Linked DNA regions of Mus musculus: region 1 is linked to region 2. The links are chromatin contacts, called in public promoter capture Hi-C maps. All regions are on one chromosome and are shown on one strand. The core of a region is the stretch at or near the end of the contact, and the rest is flanking DNA. Distances in the headings are between cores, read along the strand shown.

Region 1 (7,538 bases), core at 4,827-7,326, 220 kb before region 2:
CCTAAAATCATAGGCAGGATCCTGCCTCACCCTCCCAAGTTGCTAGGATTACAGGCATGTACCATAGTTTAGGCTACCCTCAAACTCTTCATTAGTGCTGGGATTACCGTTTCCCGCTGCACCCAGCCTCCGATGGCTTTCAGTGGTTGGGGAAAAAGGTTTCATGTGTGCAAAAGATATGAAATTTAAACTCAGTGTACTTAAAAGTTATAGACATAAACACATGAGTTGTATCCATATGCACAGCTGCACAAATCTTCCATCTTGTTTGTGGCTGCTTTTATGGGACTGAATCAGAGTGCCAAACTGCATGGCCCACAAAGCATAAAATATGTACTGTTGGTCCCAGCTTTCACTGGGTACTTTGTCTTTTACCGAGTGCTTTGTTGTGGTTTCTAGGACATTTTCAAGGTTAACTAAGTGCTTTGCCATTTACCAAGATATCTCTATTCACAGAGCACTTTATATCTTAGCAAGTGTTGCCCATTCACCAAAGATGCCCAAGTTTTTACCATTGTCATTTGCTAGGGATGTCCCAGCTCACACAATACTTTACAGTTCCACCACCCTTCCTGGAGGACTTTTGAGTCACAAAATGCTTTCCAGTTTAGCCCATCGTTTCTGTGCAGCCACTCTTCCCTCTGTGCCCACCAATCCCTGGGTGTTCCCACCTCAATAATGTGATCCCTTCCGTCCTTGCCATGCAGCGCTTCCACTGCGCAGATGTCAAGTCCCCCAAAAATCTCTGAGCACGTGTCTACCCACAACTTGTACCTGCCAAGACAAGGAGCAGGATAGCTTGTCATTGCTCTGCTCAGATGATTCTGTTCCATCCTTACTCCCACTCCTCAATTATGTGTCTCACCTGTCAGACATGGCAATCTGCTCAAGCATAGCAGAACCTGTATTGGTCTTCCAGTTACCCGACACTGATGTCCTCCTAGTGGGGGGGGGGGGAGAGGCTTAGTGGGACATGAGATGCACGAGGTAGCCCCTCCACACACACACAAGGCCCGCCTCTCTACTCACATGTAGGCCTTGTAGTTCTGCCCAATCTTCTGGACACGCACATCATATTTAGCATCAATGAAGGGCTCAGCAGTGGCATATGTCTTAGTCAGTGCCACAACACTTGCAATATCCTGGAAGTCATGTTGGTTGTCTACCTTGACCTGTGGGTGTAGGCATGGATGAAGGCAGGAGTGAGGGCTGAATGTATCTGGAGGAATGTGTAGACAAATACGAAGTAGATATGCCAAGGCACCCAAGCACACATAATTATGGGTAACCTATTTCATACATGTGCACACAAACATACAATTGCTTGTATACAACTCTGAATATGTTAAAGACCACTTTTTTGCAGTGCTGGGGACCAAACAGGGATGTTCACATGTTACACAAGCACTCTACCACTGTACTACATCCTCATCTCAAATTATCCATTTTAAACAGGGGAGTAGAATAAAATGTGGAATTACATTTCAATAGAGCTATTATATATATAATATATAAAATGCTTGGTACACTAGCATGGTAGCAGGACATATAAAATTGGCTGGTTGCATGAGAAATATATGGGCTGAAAAATCAGCGAAATATGAAAATACAAAAGCCAATTAGATGAAGACATCCCAGAATGCATCATCAAACAGAATTATTGTTATGTGTTGAGTACACAGATGCACATCTAACTACTTACAGTGCCAAGAACATGTACTATACAAACATGTACATATGACCTACTAGAACTTACCTTGCCCATCCCAGAATGTGCGTGGCCCATCTTCACAACCACAGGGTATGTTGTGCTGCTGAGCTGGTGAAAATGAAGGCAAAAGAGGCATGGTCAGAGCTGTTCTGCTGGTCTCCAAGAGCTGGTGACCCATAGAGTGTGAGCCACACCGGTTGACATTTTTTTCCCCAGAAAAAGGTTAGTCAAAGACAGGCAGAACAGCAGTCAATTGTTTCACAGCAGCTTTGAGTTCAGAACTGAATGCACCTCCTTGCCTGCTGGTCCACTCTCTAAACCTTAGGCTTTCCATATCTGATTTCCCATGCAGAGTCCTTAGATGAGGATGAGGGAACTTTCCAGAATAGAGAAAGTTTGTTTATTTATTTCATATATTCAGACACACCAGAAGAGGGCATCAGATCCCATTACAGATGGCTGTGAGCCACAATGTGGGAATTGAACTCAGGATCTCTGAAAGAGCAGTTATTGTTCTTAACCACTGAGCCATCTCTCCAGCCTGAGAAAGTTTGTTTTTGTATGAGTTAGTGTGTGTAAGACGGTGTGGTAGTTAGCATGCAGCAATGAGGCCTTCAGCCACACCTTACATATAAGCTTCATCTTTATGTACACACACACCTTTAGAATTCTATTCAAAGCCAGAGGTGTCCACATCTATTAAGAACTCCACATCCACTGAGAAAGACAACCAGAAACTTAAATCACATTTAGTTCTAGGGCTTCACAGAGATCCAGTGAGTCAGGTCATGTGGTCATAGCATGGGACAGCAGCCAATACTCCTAAGCAACGTGTATTCCACACTTTTTTTTAATTAAAGATTTATTTATTTATTATATGTAAGTACACTGTAGCTGTCCTCAGATACTCCAGAAGAGGGCATCAGATTTCGTTATGGATGGTTGTGAGCCACCATGTGGTTGCTGGGATTTGAACTCGGGACCTTCGGAAGAGCAGTCGGCGCTCTTAACCACTGAGCCATCTCGCCAGCCCCCCCCCCCATATTCCACACTCTTAAGACTCTTAGAGTTAACACATGAGCTACCTTGCCTTGCTCTCACCTACATAAAAGAAGGACATATAACAGAACTACTTATGCACTATAGAAGCACACACTACTCTCGAGGCAAACAATAAATGGACATATGCAGCAATCACTGGCATGCCCACAGCAAACAGAAGGATTAATACAACATACAGAAGGAGAATGCATTTCTAGGCATTCATATAACCAAATCGCTGTAACTCCGACCTCATCACATTTCTGGGTCCATGAAAAGTATATCTAGACATTCAACATGTTTTTTTTCCATATCTGTAATACAAGCATACAGAAAATCAGACACACAGATAATACATATTCAGGACACATATTCAGGCAAATATGTGTTAGGCAAAGATGTGTTAAGTCTCCCTGTGTCCCAGGCTAGGCAAAGAGTATGAGGACTCTAGCCCCACCATACCCCATGTGCAAATGTAGGGCCCCTGCCTCCTACTGACAGGGTAGAGATAGCATTCTTAGGCTCTGGGTCAGTGGCAGTTCCCAACAGGCACAGGAAGCCCCATAGTCTAAGGGTGACTGATTGACCTTCAGGTCTCTCCCTCCCTCTACAATCTCCTTCCTCATTTCCCAAATGAGTGACATCATAGGAAGGCAGAGAACTGAGTGGTATGATGTTGGTAAGGGTGTCATCCAGGGAGCAGGCCAAGGAAACAATGCCAAGATGTGTGTGTATAGGGAGAAACTTTCTACTTGGGCATCTACTCATCACACAGAGAAGCTTGAGACAGGCATAGTTACATTGGCAACCTTCCACTCTCAGAAGCAACACACTCAGGCACACACCTGGCTCTCAGGAAGGGACATGGAGCATGCCTTGCAAGGGACATAAGCCACCCCTTGCGGCACAGATACATGACAGAGCTGTTCATATACAAGAATATCTATTCCCATCTGCTGAGCATTGTGGATCATTTTCCCAAACTTACTTTGCTTCCTCTGTTCATGAGCTTGAACACTGTGGGTGCATCTAAGTGTGTGCCTGCCATATGTGCATACAGGGGCCTTGGGACTTCCTGGGGAGCTTTAGCCTGCTATCTTGGCCTTTATTCTTCCCAAGGCCATTAAAAAATCCCAGGTAGGTACTGTCTTACTGGGCCTCAGTTTCCAGAGGGAAATAATCAAGCTCTCGCACTTAATACTCTGGGTATCATCAGGTATTTACACATGACAGCAGATCACTATGGGAACCTCACACCTATCCAGTTTAGCAGATAGTCACAGGCTAAACATCCCTCTGTAATGTCCACCCCACTCCATTTCAAACCTGTACAATAATCTGAATCCTTAATGTAAACAGCTGGCAAAACTGTGCTGACTCAGGTTTCATAGTTAAAGAGCTGTCGTCAGAAGCTGGCTCATAGAAGAGGCGAGACAGGACTTTCCCTGTCTTTACGTCTCCTCAGTCCTGCCGCCTAGTTACTCAGCCCCCTGTCTCACTTTCTCCTCACTTTCACAATCAGATGGTTGAAAATTTTGGTCTCCTTCCCTTTCTCCTTTTCTCTGTACCTCCTCCCACCACCACAGTAATTTCTTCACCATCTTTCCTGGACAGGCCATTTGATTCCTTTCTGTCTCTGTTTTCTTACTAAATAGTAAAAATATGAATCATACCTCACAGATATGTTGGGAAGAATAAGTCAATTATTTCAGAGAAAAGAAAATCTTAGTATACACATATAGTAAACCTGAATCTTCAAAGAGTTGGTTACTATTATTGTTGTTATTGATTTAATACCTCTTCATTAAATAACATTAAGGAACAAGGAGGACAATGGCAAACAAACAAACAAAATTTCTGAGCTGGCAATATGGCCCATCAGATAAAGGTGCTTGCTGCCTCCATGCCTGATAACCTGAGTTTGAGCCCTAGAACCCACAGGGAAGGAGAGGATTGGCCCCTGCAAGTTGTCCTTTAAGCAATGCAAGCATGTCATGGCACAAACACACACACACACACACACACACACACACACACACACACACACACACACACACACACACACAGTGTAAAAAAAAACCTTTTAAAACAGTGTATTGTACATAGTACCCTGTTGAGTGCTGGCAGGAGGTTTTTGTGTCCTGTGGTTTCTGAACCAATTTACCTAAGTTAATAAAATTGAATTAGCTAAAGTAAATTTACATAATAACCTTAGTAATGATGTACAGTAAGCATTCAGTAAGTAGCTGTGATCACCACTACCATATTCTCTCTGTCTCTCTCTCTATCTCTGTCACAGGTTCTCACTATGTATCGCTGGCTGTCCTGGAACTCACTGTATAGACTATGTACCCTCTAATTCTCTGGATCAGCTTGCCTGCTGCGATTACAACCATTGTCATTATTATTGGTCTTTCCTCCCTATATTAATTGAAGATGCTAATCAGTCCATAGAACCCTTCCACAGGACCCCAGGGAATACTCCTGCATCATCAGGAAGCTGGTGGGCAGCAGTTGCCTCATCCCATCCCCACAAGGGGTGTGGGCTGGTTGGTGGGGGAAGGGGCAGGGCAGGATGGAGTAGGGATGGTTTTTCTACTGACTCACTAACTTCTTTTACCATCAGTCACCACCACCACCACCACCCATGCTCACCACACCATTCCCTGCTTGTCAAGATTGTGTCCTGCCTGAGTTAGGACTCCAGGGTCAGGAAGCCTAGGTTTAAATCCCTGTTTTGTCCTGTGACACTAACAAAGATCTTTACTTCAGTTATTTGCCTGTTTGGTCTTGTTTCTGTTTAAGACAGGGTCTCTTGTAGCTGATGATATCTTCAAATAGCCTCACCGGTGTGTGCAGCCACAGCAAGGTTTGGGGTACCTAGGCTCTGTCTGCAAGCAGCCTCGGTTCCCTCCCAGTTCTGCCAGACTCAACTGCTATCTTGGATAAGTCATAGACTTATCCAGTGTATCAATTTCCCCACTATGTATTTGTGCCTCTTCTCCCATGTCATGTCCCTCAACTGCTTTTCTAGTTTGTCACCCTCTGACACCCCTCACCAGAATTTCAGATCCACAGGAATGCCTTTCTTGTGAGATTGTTACATAGTAGATGAAAGGCGTGAGAAAGAAGTTATTGGCTTCAGCCACAGGAAGTTTGGGGAATATGGGAAACCTGAGAGGCACAAAGCTTTAGGCGCTCTCTCTTCTGCCCTTCAAGGCCGCCAGGAAGGACTGTGCATGACGTGGAGCTGGGGGAAGGGGGCGCAGTGGGCTGGCTGGCAGAGGAGGGAGTATCTTTGGGTTTATCCTGGGGCCCGCCCCTAGGCTTTGACTCCAGCGGTGGGTGGATGAGTAATGCGTCCAGGAAGCCTGGAGGCAGTGATTTCCCCGCCAACTCCGCCCTTCGCATGGACATTTATTCTCCACTGTGCAGCCCCTGCCGCCATCATCGCAGATCGGGGCTCCTAGAGACACACCAGAGGTAAGTGGGAGCCGGGTGTCCTGGCAGAACTGGGGCTTGCCTGGAGCCTGTGTTGGTGCGGCTCATGCAGCCCTTGCCAGACTAACTGCTCACGTGGCTTGCAGGTATCAGGATCCCTAGTTAGCTAAAGAGGAATATAACGGGAGAGGGCCTGGAATGATCGTCCCAAGCTGGACTCTCCAGACTCCTTCATGCCTTTGCTAAGTGCTCCAAACCCACAAGCCTTTAATACCTTGAAGACTTCCCAACTTGCCTGTCCCTCAATCCTTATGGTTCCTGGTAACTCCCCTGTTCTCTTTGCCATGTCTGGTTCATGGAACTTCAACAGTTCTTCTGCCTACAAATTCCTCAAGCATTACCATTGTCGTAAACCTCCAAATTCCCCAAGACCCTTAACCCCCATTTTCTCCAGCTCCCTAAAACCCCAAACCTGTTCTAACCCCCCAATATCTCTGAAATCCTCAGCCCATTATATTTTAATAGCCCTAATTCCTCATTATATTTCTCCAGTTTCCCAAACTCCAAATTCATCACTACACAAATGTCAGATTTTCCCAATTCTGTTAAATTCTCAACGTTCTCCGCTCCCTTATTCACCAACTGCCACAACTCCATTCTCTAACCTAAAGAGGTCCCAAATCTCCCTAGGACCAATGGCCATGTAAGCCGTTGGTCTGGGAACCTATTAACACCTACTCTTTACCAGCAGATACCATGATGGCCCCCTTTGCATCTCTGGCATCTGGCATCCTCTTGTTGCTATCACTGATAGCTTCCAGTAAGGCCTGTAGCTGTGCCCCACCCCACCCACAGACAGCCTTCTGCAACTCGGACCTGGGTGAGTCTGGCCCCCTTTCTGTCCCTCTTAATCCAATAGGGTTCATTATGGCAGTTGTCTCTAGGACAGTTCTACTTACCCTTCCATACATCTGCTTTTGCCACACTGACATCCTTGGGCCTAAGCCTACCTTTGTGCTGGCTGCTCCCAGTACTATGTACATGCTTTTCTGTAGTTATCTACATGGGTGGCTGCCTTAAAAGTCATCTTACTGAGGTGCTTGCCTACTTTTATTTAATTTTAAATTTAATGCCAGCCACATAGTACTCCTGAACCTTTGTTACATATGCTGTTAATGGCACTTCTTAGGACACAGGCAGGCAGACTTCATTCAGGACCATGACAATTAGAATTTGCCAAGAGATGGGGGTGGTGGGGGGAGATAGATTAACTCTCAACATTACATGGGCAAATGGAACTCAATGGCCAAGGAACAGTTTGGGAGTTGGTGAATGGGAAACCATT
Region 2 (7,195 bases), core at 225-2,724:
AATATGAAGGACATATGGCTTATATAGTCTTCTTGGTCATCAAGTTTTTATTCACATGTAGTCCAGGACATATTTGTTGTAGGCTTGGCTTGGCTTTCCTGAACAGTCACATCCTTTTTAGTTTTGTTTTAGCAAGACACCTTTGGTTGACAGGAAAATAATTTAAGTTACAACAGAGCAATATTAGCCTTGTGTTTTCTAATAAGGACTTGAAGGACCCATCAGAGGACTGTCTGACCAACACTAGGAAGTTTGTGCACCCGTGGAAGTGGCTTACTGTTTCTTTAATAATGAGATACAAGTGAATATGTTTCATTCCTCTTATGTTATGGCTTACAGAAAGCTCAGAAAATTAACTGTATTTTAACATAAAATATAAAATCCTATGACACACTCACACTCTTGTGCTGGTCTTGTTCTATATCCTTAAAGTTTGTGTTTATATGTATCGGCCTTATAGAATAAATAATAATGCAATAATTCATATACTCACATATAAAGTTTATTATATATGTATCAAAGCATTGTTCTAAACATATATTAATTCAATTGACCTTCACAATCACCATACAAGGTAGATATTATCGTTATTATCTTAACCATTCCCATTTTACAGTTAAGAAAATTAAGGCACAGAGAGCTTTGGTAAGCTCATAATGCTGTTAAGAGCAATTTAGCTGCAGATTCTATAGTCTTAACCACTAGACCATATTGCTTCTATCCTAATATGGGCAGAGGATAACTGGGAGAAGCAAATAAGAACTTACCTGGGACTCAGTCATGACTGACTGTTGTGGAGAGAAGCCAAAGGCCTAAAAAGGCAGAACTGTTGAGAGGGAGAAGAAAAAAAGAGTTTCAGATGGCAAGGATACGCAGACTGAAAGTTCACCAAATCACCATGCCAGAAATTCACAAATGCCAGCAGGTAAAATGGCCACGGTATATAGCTAAGAAAAATGCGAAAGGGAATTTGTTTTCCCTCGCAGATCCTCATTATCCAACAACACAGCTCTATCAGGGTCCTCATAGGCAACTGCAATACTCCACAGAGCTCAACATCACTTACACTACTGACCCTATCACTCTACTGCACGCTCATTACAAACCCCAAATATTCCCATCATTCACTTCACTACCCGCCTCCATCAAAGCCTCTACAGATCACTCATTTAAGGGATCTCCATCACTCAGCCTGCAGCCTCCCGCCCACATTTTCAATTCTCATTTTTGAGCCCCTCCCCAAGTACTCACCGAGTAAATTCGTGTTTGCAGTGTGTTTGCACTTGTCTGTCTCACTCCGCCTGCAGAGTGCCAGCCTGCTCACTTCCGCTCTGAATGAACTCTGCACTCCTTCACTCTCTTCTCCGATCTTAAAATCTGAATTCTTATGCCGGCAAAGTCTCTTTTATATTTCCCGTATCAGTCATAACTTCCTGAGATAACCACTTTTTAGTCCTTTTCCCCGCCTTAGTTACTGCGAGCACTAAACTTGCGCATGCGCAGTAGCCCTTCCTGAAGCTGTCAGCGCTAGCGGACCTAAAATATTTTGATTACCACAAGGATTGAATTTGCAGGCAGGAAAAATGGATGCGCCAATAAGCCGTGTTTTTAAGGGAGCAGACATCTTTATAACTTTTGCCGTTTCGTACAGCGGAGAAAAAAATCTGCCTCAATGTTTAAAGGAGATGAGATTTTTTTGAGGAATTTGAACACTTGGACAGAGGCACACTAAGACGGGCGACCTTTAGAGCTAAGGGCTACAACCCCAGCTCCGTATCCCCACCCCGACCCCTGGGCAGGGAGATACCAAGAGGAGACGGGATTGGGTGAGGGAAGATCTGGAACGCTGCTACCCTTCCTGGGAACTATATGGGGTAAAAGAGAATCAGAGCAGAGAACAATGCGTTCCTCTAAAGAGCAGCACCATTATGGACACGGGGAGAAATCATGGAGTTGGTAGTTCTTTCAAGGAAATACCACTAGAGAGGTAGGCATATTTTATTTAGGCTAGCTGTGAAGAAGACTCAGATTGGTATGATCCTCTGTATGGGAAATACCAGGATGCTGACGTATGCAAATCTAAGGGCAGTAAGAGTCTGTGCTCAGAGAAAGGGATACTGAAGAAAGTGACGCTGGTAAACTCAGGTGCAAGGAAAATTGGAGACAAAAACGCAGGCAACGTTGTTGTGGCTTAGAGATGAGGAGGAGAGTCCACAAAGTCCTGACTGTGACACCTCACCCCCAACCCCGCATACCCACATTCCTGGAAACATGTGGCAGAGAGATTTGGGAAAGTGCCTATGCCAGGCTCTGGGTCCTATGGAACCCATCTCAGGGTCTTCTACAGTCATGGAGGAACCAACAGGAGACTGATCCAGCTTTAGACTGCAGACACTGCATTATCATTTTACCACGTGAAAGCCGACGTAACATGTAAGGGTCAACTAAGTGATTCTTTTTCATGGCTATTGCAATAGAGACATTTTTTATTAATGAAAAATATACTAAAGACAAGGAAGAAGGGTTAGGGTTAGGGTTTTTATAAAGACACATCAATAGAGCAGTCATCCTTGAGCCATGAGCATGGATGACTTGGGTCTTATTTCAGAATATGGAAAAGGCACGGGGAGTGCTATGGATTTGTGTATCCTCCCCAAACCAATGCACTATTATTTGGAATGTAGTCTTTGGAAAGTAATTAGAATTAGATAATGTTGTTAGGGTGAACCCTGCTCCAATGGAATTGGTGGACTAATAAAAGACACATAAGAGTTTACTTATTTTTTGTTCACACATAAATCAAGTCACATGACAATGCAGTAATACACAGCTATTTGTAAACAAGAAAGACAACTTTTACCCCAAACCAAATCAGCTGACGTTGCCTTTCCCAGCTCCCTGAACTATGAGAAAGCAACTTCCTAGTGTTTATGCTGGCATGTTGTTGTGGCAGCCAGAGCCAGAAAAGACAGGGACCTGGAGAGTTAGCCTTTTACTGGACCACAAAAGGAAACAGATAGGGAGCTTCATCCCTGCTTTCCAGGAGCACAAGACTCAAGCTGAGTGACATTTTCAACAGCATTTCAGCTTGCTATGCTCTCATGATTCTCACTTCTTCCCACTCTGCCAATCACACTAATTCATACCCATTTCAGTTGCACTGTTACTAACTGTTCATTCATGGCCCGTGTTCACATTTACTACCTCATATGAAAACTGTGCAAGGGGAGAGGATCTGGGTCCATAATTCAGTGGCAGCTCACATTTGTACCATGTAAAGAGTTTTGCTTTGGAGTCCCCACACAAAACCCAAAGAAACATTTAAAGACAAGTAAGCCTTTATTTCCATGTTTCTCACATAAGGTCAAATGAGTTGCTTATTTTTTGATGATTAGAGACCAAGTGTTGTATCCTTATCTGACTCCTCCAGCAACAGCAGAAGTGGTGTTAGTGGAAGTAGCTACAGGAAAATGACCCACAAAGGCAGAAGGCCTAGATCTTTTTAGTAAGTGGGAAGCTATACTCGGTGTCCCCAGTCAGGACCCACTTGTGCCCATCTATGATAAAATGTGGCACTGAAGCAACAGTCCCATAACCACTGTGCAGACAAACAGTAGCAACATTTATGGGTGCCTTGTAAGAAATGAGAATGAAAAAATAGATTAGGGATTTAAAGCACTTTGTATATAAAGAGCACTGCCTCCTTAGTGAACACAAAACCCACTTTACCCTGAATATAAGGAAACTGTTTCTCCAGAGTTGGCTTCTCTTCCAAATACCTTGTATAACGTGGTGTTCTTGTCTATTAGTAGCACAATCTTCCTTCCAAATTTGCTTGGAGTCTACATTGTTTGTTCCCACAATGAAGCATTTAGGATAAACATCCAAAAACCTGGATGGTTTTAAGAAAGAAGTTGGATTTCTAGCTCTCCCTGACTTCCTTGAGCACCATGGTGAAGAGCCAGGGATTATTTATTATGCAGGGTTTAAAGATAATGTCACTCTAATGAGGATGCCTGGGGAAAAGGCAAACTTTTTTATTTGAAAAAAAAACACATATAACATGAAACTTACTATGTTATCCATTTTAAAAAATATTTTTATTATTACGTATTTTCCTCAATTACATTTAGAATGCTATCCCAAAAGTCCCCCATACCCTCCCCCCCACTTCCCTACCCACCCATTCCCATTTTTTGGCTCTGGCATTCCCCTGTACTGGGGCATATAAAGTTTGCAAGTCCAATGGGCCTCTCTTTCCAGTGATGGCCAAAAGGCCATCTTTTGATACATATGCAGCTAGAGTCAAGAGCTCTGGGGTACTGGTTAGTTCATAATGTTGTTGCACCTACAGGGTTGCAGATCTCTTTAGCTCCTATGTTATCCATTTTAACACATGCTATTCATTGCCATTTACTGCATCTACAATGCTGCACAAGCATTTCTGCTATCTAGTTCCAGATTGTCTTCAGTACCTAAGACAAAATCCCATGGTCATCAAACAACCATTTCCCACCCTTCCCTGATCTTAGCTACAACATACTTTTTTTTTTTTTTTTTTGCTGTCACTATGGGTTTGCTTATTGTGAACATTTTATAAAAGTAGAATCATACATTCACTTTTGTGTTTTGCTTCTTTCACTGAATATAGAATTTTTGTGTTAGCACATTTCTGTGGTAATAACATAATAACACATACTGGATAATTTTAAATGATAGGTGTTTATTTGGCACATGGTTTGGAGGCTGAAAAATCCAAGATTATAACATTGCAAAAGAATATTACGCACATTTTGGAGGAAGAAAGGGAAATCAGGAAACGTAATGGTTTTTAATCAGGAAGTACTCTTTCTTTGAGGTAACTAACCTACTCCTTCATTAAAGGCAGAATGACAGAAAATAGCAAAATTTTTGGATATAATGCTGATCTGGACAGGAGACCATCTAATCAGTCACCCAAATTGAGAAAACAATTCTGGATGACTTCAAATACTGAAAGTCAGAATCAAAAATTCCACAGCAACAGTTTGGCATGGTAGTGATTTGTGCTGTCATTACAGTTTTATTATATGTGGCTTCACTCTATGGAACCAAGCAGGAATAAGAGTACTTAAATGAATCCACCTTGGTAGAATTAATTACCACACACACACACACATACACACTTCCCCTCATCCTAGAAAGGGAATCCACAATATGTCAAAATAATGATTGCTTTTGTGAGTCATCATCAATGTTGTTTTCTTTTTATTTTATATTTTTTATTAATCATTCCATTCGTTTATATCTCAAATAATAGCCCACTTCCTGGTTACCCCTCCACAAATCCCCCATCACACATATGCCCTCTCTCCCTCCCCTCTGCCTCTATGAAGGTGCTCCTCCACCCACGCTCTCCCACCCCACCACTCCAGCATCCCCCTAAGCTGGGGCATCAAACCTCCACAGGACCAAGGTTCTCTGTATTAATTAGGGTTGTATTGCTGTGAACAGACACCAGGACCAAGGCAAATCTTATAAAAAACAACATTTAATTGGGGCTGGCTTACAGGTTCAGAGGTTCAGTCCATTACCATCAAGGTGGGAGCATGGCAGCATCCAGGCAGGCATGGTACAGGAGGAGCTGAGAGTTCTATGTCTTCATCCAAAGGTTGCTAGTGGAAGACTGACTTCCAGGCAACTAGGGTGAGGATCTTCTGCCTACACCCACAGTGGCACACCTACTCCAACCAGGTCACACCAATTCCAACAAGGCCATAACTCCAAATGGTGCCACTCCCTGGTCCAAGAATATACAAACCATCACATTCCACTCCCCAGCCCCCATAGACTTGTTCAAACACATGAGTCTATGGGGGGGCATACTTAAACATAGCATAATGCAAAATGCACTTAGTCCAACTTTCATAGTCCTCATAGTCTATAGCAGTCTCAACAATGTTAAAAGTCCAAAGTTCAAGGTCTCTTCTGAGATTCATCCAATTACTTAGCTGTAATCCCCAAAGAAAGACAGGAAGCCAGCTGGGCAAATTCCAAACTCCTACATTTCCCTGGCTGATGTCAAAGTGGTCTTCAGATCTCCACTCCTTTTTCATCTTTGTTGACTGCAACAAACTGCTTTCTCCTGGGCTGGTTCCACTCCCTGTTAGCAGCTTTCCTCAGCATGTATCCCATGGCTCTGGCATCTTTAACATCTTTGAGTCTCCAAGGCAATTTCAATGTTACAGCTTCATATTTCAGTGTCTGGGATTCCACTTGATCTTTTGGACTCCTCCTAAGGGCTGGCATCACTTTTCCAGCTCTGCCCTCTGCAGCACTCTAAGCTCAGGTTGATCCACTCCACTACAGTTGCTGTTCTTGGTGATCATACCATGGTACTGACATCTCCAATACACTGGGGTGTTCCACTCCAACTAGGTTTCACCTCTCAGAGGCTCTCTTCATGGTGCCAAGCCTCAAATCTTTTGCAGGACCACTTCAGTCCTGGGCCATCAACTAACAGCTGAGGCTATACCTTCTCCAATGGCCTTCCATGACCTCTCACAGTGCCAAGCCTCAGCTGTTCTTCATTACACCTTCATGCCTTCAAACCCAGTACCACCTGGGTGATTCTTACACAGTACCAAGTCCAGCTGCAGCATGAGGTACAACTTTGGCTATCTCTGGAACAGAGCTTCTTTGTGCTCCCAGAAAACACTTCCCAGAAGATTTTACCTCAGTGATGTTGGTCTCTTCATAATCACTGCTAATTTCTTAGCTCCTGCTAACCAGTATCAATTGTCCTACTAGTTCCTTCTATTCTTAACTCTAGAGCCAGAGCCACATGGCTGAAGCTGCCGAGTTCTGTTGCTTGCAGATTAGAACATGACCCACTTATACTATTACATTGTCATTGGCTTTCTGTTTTCCAAATCCTTCACTGCCTAAGCTTGGCTATCCTGGGTCTCGCTCTGTAGATTGGCCTTGAACACAGAGATCAGCATGCCTGTCTCCAGGGATTAAAGGTGTGTACCAGCATGCCTGGATCTAAATTTAGCTGGGTAGGATCTTGCTCCAAGGTCCCACTCCCTTAATCTGTTATTTCCTAGAACACAGGATTTTACTCCATTTCACTTCCTGGTATGCCTTTAATACTCGAACCATATCTTTTATATTTTTCCTTTCTAAGCTTGCTATTCTTGTTTAAACTTCTTTC

Evidence for each region. Capture Hi-C pulls out chosen DNA fragments and counts their contacts.
Region 1: a promoter capture Hi-C map of adipose tissue shows a contact between it and region 2. The contact joins the promoter of Timp1 here to the promoter of Zfp300 in region 2. A contact is called at or near these places in 2 of 39 promoter capture datasets (liver and pre-B cells) and 1 of 9 other capture datasets (adipose tissue).

The regions. Positions count from the first base shown.
Region 1 is chrX:20,864,090-20,871,627 of GRCm38.p6, forward strand. Timp1 (tissue inhibitor of metalloproteinase 1) reads left to right here and starts at 6,077. Exons shown (of 6, transcript NM_011593.2): 1 at 6,077-6,235; 2 at 6,945-7,073. The coding sequence starts at 6,950. It overlaps Syn1 (synapsin I), which reads right to left. Exons shown (of 13, transcript NM_013680.4): 6 at 1,757-1,819; 7 at 1,030-1,172; 8 at 866-940; 9 at 672-774.
Region 2 is chrX:21,087,755-21,094,949 of GRCm38.p6, forward strand. Zfp300 (zinc finger protein 300) reads right to left here and starts at 1,475. Exons shown (of 5, transcript NM_001358840.1): 1 at 1,252-1,475; 2 at 768-826. The coding sequence starts at 782.